Regions from separate parts of the Rattus norvegicus genome. Here region 2 is linked to region 1. Evidence: chromatin contacts called from public Hi-C data. All regions are on one chromosome and are shown on one strand. The core of a region is the stretch at or near the end of the contact, and the rest is flanking DNA. Distances in the headings are between cores, read along the strand shown.

Evidence for each region. A called contact is a pair of places that touch in the nucleus more often than the background predicts.
Region 2: a contact with region 1 is called in a Hi-C map of Schwann cells, with 3 times the contacts expected there. The contact joins the enhancer-like site here to the promoter of Dcbld1 in region 1. A contact is called at or near these places in 4 of 12 Hi-C or Micro-C datasets (the Rat2 cell line, Schwann cells, liver and 1 more).

What each region holds. Positions count from the first base shown.
Region 1 is chr20:32,159,924-32,162,716 of GRCr8, forward strand. Dcbld1 (discoidin, CUB and LCCL domain containing 1) reads left to right here and starts at 1,318. Exons shown (of 11, transcript XM_228172.11): 1 at 1,318-1,542. The coding sequence starts at 1,458.
Region 2 is chr20:32,251,476-32,254,377 of GRCr8, forward strand. Dcbld1 (discoidin, CUB and LCCL domain containing 1) reads left to right here. Exons shown (of 11, transcript XM_228172.11): 11 at 998-2,902. The coding sequence ends at 1,521. Among named protein-coding and RNA genes, the nearest start is that of Gopc, 67 kb to the right of the region's middle. Within about 2 kb of position 1,611, at least 37 of the 93 cell types and tissues checked have an H3K27ac peak or open chromatin away from gene starts, as enhancers often do. A contact at or near this core is called in Schwann cells, where this site is marked.

The DNA.
Region 1 (2,793 bases), core at 68-2,567:
GTAAAGCTGGAATTCTTTCCTCTGGGGTTGCCGCAGAAGAAGGTGCAAAGTCCACGGGCCAAGTCACACTTTGAATTTCAAAAGTTAAAGTGTAAACCAGGCAGGAAGCGAGGGCCTGTATTCCCCTAACTCTGAGAGGTGGAGGAAGAACATTTCAGAAGTTCAAGGTCAGCTCCTGCTACTTACCAAACTCAAGAAAACCCCTCTCTACTCGGACAACAAACTTAGATCGACATCTGCCAGTTTAGGCTTGGAGTTGGGGAGTGGAGAAGATTCCAAAGATCGCTTGGCCTTGGAGGATCTGAACCTTTCTCAACCCCGTTGCACTTCTAGATATACTAATTCCCAGAGGCCACGGAGGTGGTGTGCGAGTTAGAGCTAAGGTTGTGTCCTCGCAGAGGAAGGTCTGGAGGTCTTAAAGGGGAAAGTCCTTAAAACTAGTATTAACCTTCCCTCTGTCCAGTTTTACGGCCAGGACTCCAACTGAATGACTCAGTAATAATCTTCAAACTCTTCCGCGGTCCATCCAGTCTCTCTCAAGACTTTCCCACCACCTCAAAGAGGCGCCTCAATTACTGCTCCGTCTGAAGTTTTCGGGACTTCTCTGAAGACACGTCAGCTTACATTTCTCTCACTGGCCCTACTTGGCACATCTGTTCCCACATCTGGCCAGGCACCCACCTGTCTACCGAGCTCCACCTACAACTGGCCTCTTCCCACCTTTTAATCCTCTGAACAACTCAGTTCTCTGCCTTTTACTCTCAGAGAGGGCATTGCCTTCTCACCATCCAATTAGATCTCTCCAAATGGGCTCCGAATACACTCTCTATGTTACAGAGTGCAAACTGTAGTGAGCGATTGTTTCTACGCTCTGCAAAAGCTGCGTGAATTTAAGCACCCAGCCACATGGAATGAATGAGACAACGGAATGAATGGAGAGAAAAAGAGATGAATGAATGGATGAATGAATGAACGACTGAGATTGAATGAATGAATGAGATTGAATGGACTCGAACTGTGTTTCAAGCCACTGCCATCATCCCATCAGATTTCGGGTGCCTTGCATCGCCTTGGCCCACCAGCTCTAGGGTGGAGCTGACATAGTGCCGGAGGGGCGGAGTCTGAGCCGCGGGGCTTCGGCGGGCCTGCGCGCCAGGTGAACTTTTGATTTTCATTTTCTCGTGAATCTGGGCAGGTGGCGCGGGGGCGGGGTGGGGTGGGGGACGAAACCGGGCGCCCCCCTTGGGAGACCCGTGGTACCACTGGTCACCCCGGGGAGGGGGCGGGGCGGGGCAGGGCGGGGAAAACACGCCCTCTCGCGGGCGCGGGCGGCCCACAGGGATCGGTGCCGTGTGCCCGCGCCGCGCCGGGCCGCGGAGGAGGCTGCCCCAAGCGGGCAGCGGCGGCGAAAGCCGGGCCGGGCGGCCGATCCTGCGGGTCTGGAGTCTGGCGGGGCCATGGGGACCGGGGCCGGTGGGCCGGGTGTCTTGGCGCTGCTGTTCGCCGTGTGCGCTCCGCTCCGTTTGCAGGCGGAGGAGCTGGGTGAGTGACCGCGGGACCCGGGGCTCCGGGAGGGCTGTGGGCCTCGGGGGAGCCTCCCGGGGGCCGGCGTTCTCCGCCAGACCCGGAATTGACTGAACTCAGCGGGTGCGTTCTGGATCGCGCCCCAATACTCCTTCCTTCCCCCCATAAACGAGCCCGGAAGCTTGGCGCCTGTTCCCCGGCTGCCTTCGCGGTGTCCTCGCCCGGCCACTTAGTTCCCAGACTTCTCGACCCTTCCCGGCGGGTGCTAGTGGCCTGGCCCTGCGTGCGCGCCCGGCGTTGCCCCGCCAGCTCCTGGTCTCTGCCTGCAAGTGAGGGTGCTTCTGCGGGCTGCCCCGGACCCGACTGCAGACGGGGCCCCCGCAGCCCCACGCGTGTCCGGTTGGAACCTTGCGGCTCAGGTCCCTCAAGGGTATTTGAGCGAGTCGACTGCGGCCCAGGCTGCTTTTCCTCGGTCACTGATCTTTGGCTTTCTCAGCGCTACCGAATTTACCGAATCCACCAGATTAAGGCAGGAAACTGGTTTCCCAGCCCTACATGGCTCTACTTCATTAATCTGCTTTCATTAGTTCTTGGGTTGGACGAGTCAGCTTTCTGTCGTCTTCCTTCCTTCCTTTCTTTCTTTCTTTCTTTCTTTCTTTCTTTCTTTCTTTCTTTCTTTCTTTCTTTCTGTTTTTGTTTCTCTCCTGCCTTTGCTCCTCTGTAACTGGGGTTAATTAATGGCAGTGAGTTTATGCGGAATACTTGAATACCGCCCCCGCTATGCTTTCTGGGGGAACAGAAATCGAAGCTAAACTCATAGCTGGAATTGTTTTCATTGGATAATGTATTCATTCACCCAAACATTCAGCATGTTGATAGCATTAAAAACATAAAAGAAAAATGTAAAGTTATTTTGTTTAGAGTTACTGTAACACAGTCTAATGTATGTTAGTTAGATTTGCACTATGTAAAGTTTTATGGCTGCTTTATAAAGGTGCTGTTTTGTTTGGGTTTCGGTGGTGCTGGGGGGGTCCTTGCAAGACCTTCCAACAATCGAACTATATATTCCAGCCACAGAGTGTTTGAATCATTGAAGACACTTTCTCAAGTCCATGTTTGAAAATGTAACATTTTACATTTATTTGGTGTGTGTTTTGAAGGAGATATGGTTTTAATTATGTGTATTTGTGTCTGGGTTGAGATAGACGCATGTTGAGTGCAGATGCCCTCAGAGACCAGAAGGGTCTGATCTCTTGGACCTGGGGTTTC
Region 2 (2,902 bases), core at 361-2,860, 92 kb after region 1:
CTGGTGAGCCATTGGAACTAACGCTAATTTATCTCCGTGGCTCCTCGCTGCCCCCAAAGCACTCTCTGACCCAGGTGGGGTGCTGCCACGACAGTTTCATACAGAGACCTCCTATCTCGCTGCTCTTTTACTGTGGACTCTGTTCACATTTCCAGCATCCACCCCCTGGTCTCAGCTGCAGCTACCTTCCCCCTGCTGCCCTGTTTACATTCCCAACATCCGCCCCCTAATAGTTATGGTATAAACTCCCAAAAACCTATTAAAATCAAGATTCTACAAACTGTAGATTTATATGTTAAATCAGATTTATATGTTAAATGTTCAGTCCACAATACATCCACACAATGAACTCACAACCAATTGATAATGATGTAAACCGCCCACCTAGATGAGATAAATTTGCCTACAGAAATCCATCCCAGCTACCTTGGCAATTCAAGACCACCCAGACCTGGGTCATCTTTCTCCATCTCCATTTTGATTTTTCTTCCTTCTTTCCCACCTTACAAGAACTTTGTCCCTCCCTTATTTTTATTACTGTTTAATCATGGCCTTGACCTAACTGGTGCCAGCCCACACCTACATATGGACATCAACCTACAACCCCTAAACTGGGCATGGAGTTGCATGTCTGCCGTCCGTCAACCCTGGACACCAAAGACTTAGAGGCAAGAAGACCACAAGTTCAAGTCTAGTTGGGGTTGTGTCTATAAGTAAACATTTTCCCTCTAACAGAATCAGTTCAGTCTCTGAGGTCTTATGGCCCTTGGCGGCTTCCTGAAGCAGTATTATGGTGCAAAAAAAGTGCAAAAAAAAAAAAATTTTAAAAAAGAAAAAAAAGACCCAAGTGCAGTATCTGATTTCATTTCATGTCTCATGAACCTGAGATGCATTAGTCACCGACGGAGATGGAGTGGAAGGGAAAGCCCACCCTGTGGCGACTGGCTACCTCGCTCTCCTGTCAGCTAGTGCACTAATGATGTTCGCTTGGTTTTAGATTATCAGCAGCCTCTCATGATTGGCACAGGAACAGTCACGAGAAAGGGCTCTACCTTCCGGCCCATGGACACAGACACGGAGGAGGCCAGAGTGAACACTGAGGCCAGCAGCCACTATGATTGTCCTCACCGCCCTGGCCGCCATGAGTACGCACTGCCCTTGACTCACTCAGAACCTGAGTATGCCACACCTATCGTGGAGAGGCACCTGCTGCGAGCTCACACCTTCTCCACACAGAGCGGATACCGAGTCCCCGGGCCCAGGCTCACTCACAAACACTCCCTTTCCTCTGGAGGCTTTCCTCCCGCTGCAGGAGCCACCCAGATTGAAAGCTATCAGAGGCCAGCAAGCCCCAAGCCTGTGGGTGGCGGCTATGACAAACCGGCTGCTGCCAGCAGCTTCTTGGACAGCGGAGACCCCGCCTCTCAATCACAGATGACTTCCGGGGGGAACGATGGTTATTCAGCACCCCGAAACGGTCTCGCGCCCCTCAACCAGATGGCGGTGACTGCCCTTTTGTGAACCCAATGTGAAAGAAACCTGCTGTGGTACTGAGCGCGCACCGCTGCGAGTCCCTGGAAGAAATGTCCCAGCGCGCATGTGTGACTCTTCAGGATCCTAGAGGCGACCTCACTTACTGTTTACAGAACTGTGCGGCTGGTTTTGTTCCGATCTCTCCAGCAGAGCCGGTTGGTTTCTGCTGGGCTAGAACAAGGAGACTTTTCTCATTCGTCTAACTGTGATGCTGTGCTATAAAATGTGCAATCTGTACAGTTATATTTAACACGGATTAACCTAACGAAGTTTGTGGTGTTTGTTTTCTACACGGGGCTTCAAGGGGGAACGCGGGATTTGAATAGATGGAGCCCGCCCGTGTTCATGCTTCTCGGTGCGTTTGGTTATCTGACGCTAAGCAGCAGGTCTGTTTAAAACCTTCGTGGGTTGTGGCGGCTCGTTTCCTTTTTGATAAAGTGAAAGCATTTTTACCCTTCTTTCTCCGGGAAGAAATGAAATTACTTGAAAACACATAAAGCACACTGGGGTGGGGGACGGCCAGCAATGGTGGCCCACGTACGCAAGCAAGAATACCACTTCGGCAGCTGCAGCCTGGTTTCTTAGACTTTCCTTGAGAGGAGTAGGGAAGCCTAGTGTCCTGGGGCCTGTGTGGGTCCCGGCTGCACCCTTAGGGACCACATTCTCCAAGGAAAGGGCCTAGCCTACTGCGCATCTTCCCAAGCAAATATGCGTCCACACTGTCCACCCACGCCTTGTAATGAAGGAGCTTATAGCTCAAGGCAGGAATATCAAATATTTCTACACCTCAGATTATGAACACAGCTGAACCCAGAAGCCCTACTTCCTACAACTTTCTCCAGAAGCAACGCATGTGGACGACTCCCTCTCTCTGGAAAGCAAATGGCTCTTTGAAATGTGTTTGTGCCAGTGTCGAAGCAGAGCTCTTTTAGCGGAGAGCTAGTAACTGCCCTGGTGATGTAAAGTGCAGTTTTCCCCCTGAACATGTGTGTATTCATAGAGTAGCCCGGGTCTCAGCTGTACTTCATGTCTTGTGTTGTTTTTTTTTTTTTTCCAGAGTTTACTTCTCGAATGAACTGGGGGGTTAGAGGGGAGGGATTTAACCTCTTTCTGCCAAAGAGGAAAAAGTTATGTGTCTTGTTTATTTAAAAAAAAAAAAAACAAAAACATGGACCAAAAACAAAACAAAAAAGATTCTTTCCTTACAAATTGTATTATAATCCTATTTGTGTGATTGTCGTTTTCTGTGAATTCTGTGTTAACATAGGGTGCTGAAAGCTCGTGGCAGAGTATCTGCTGGTTGTAGTGGAGGTTAAACCATTTATGTTATGGAGTTTACCTGATTTTGTATGTATACTAATTGTAATAA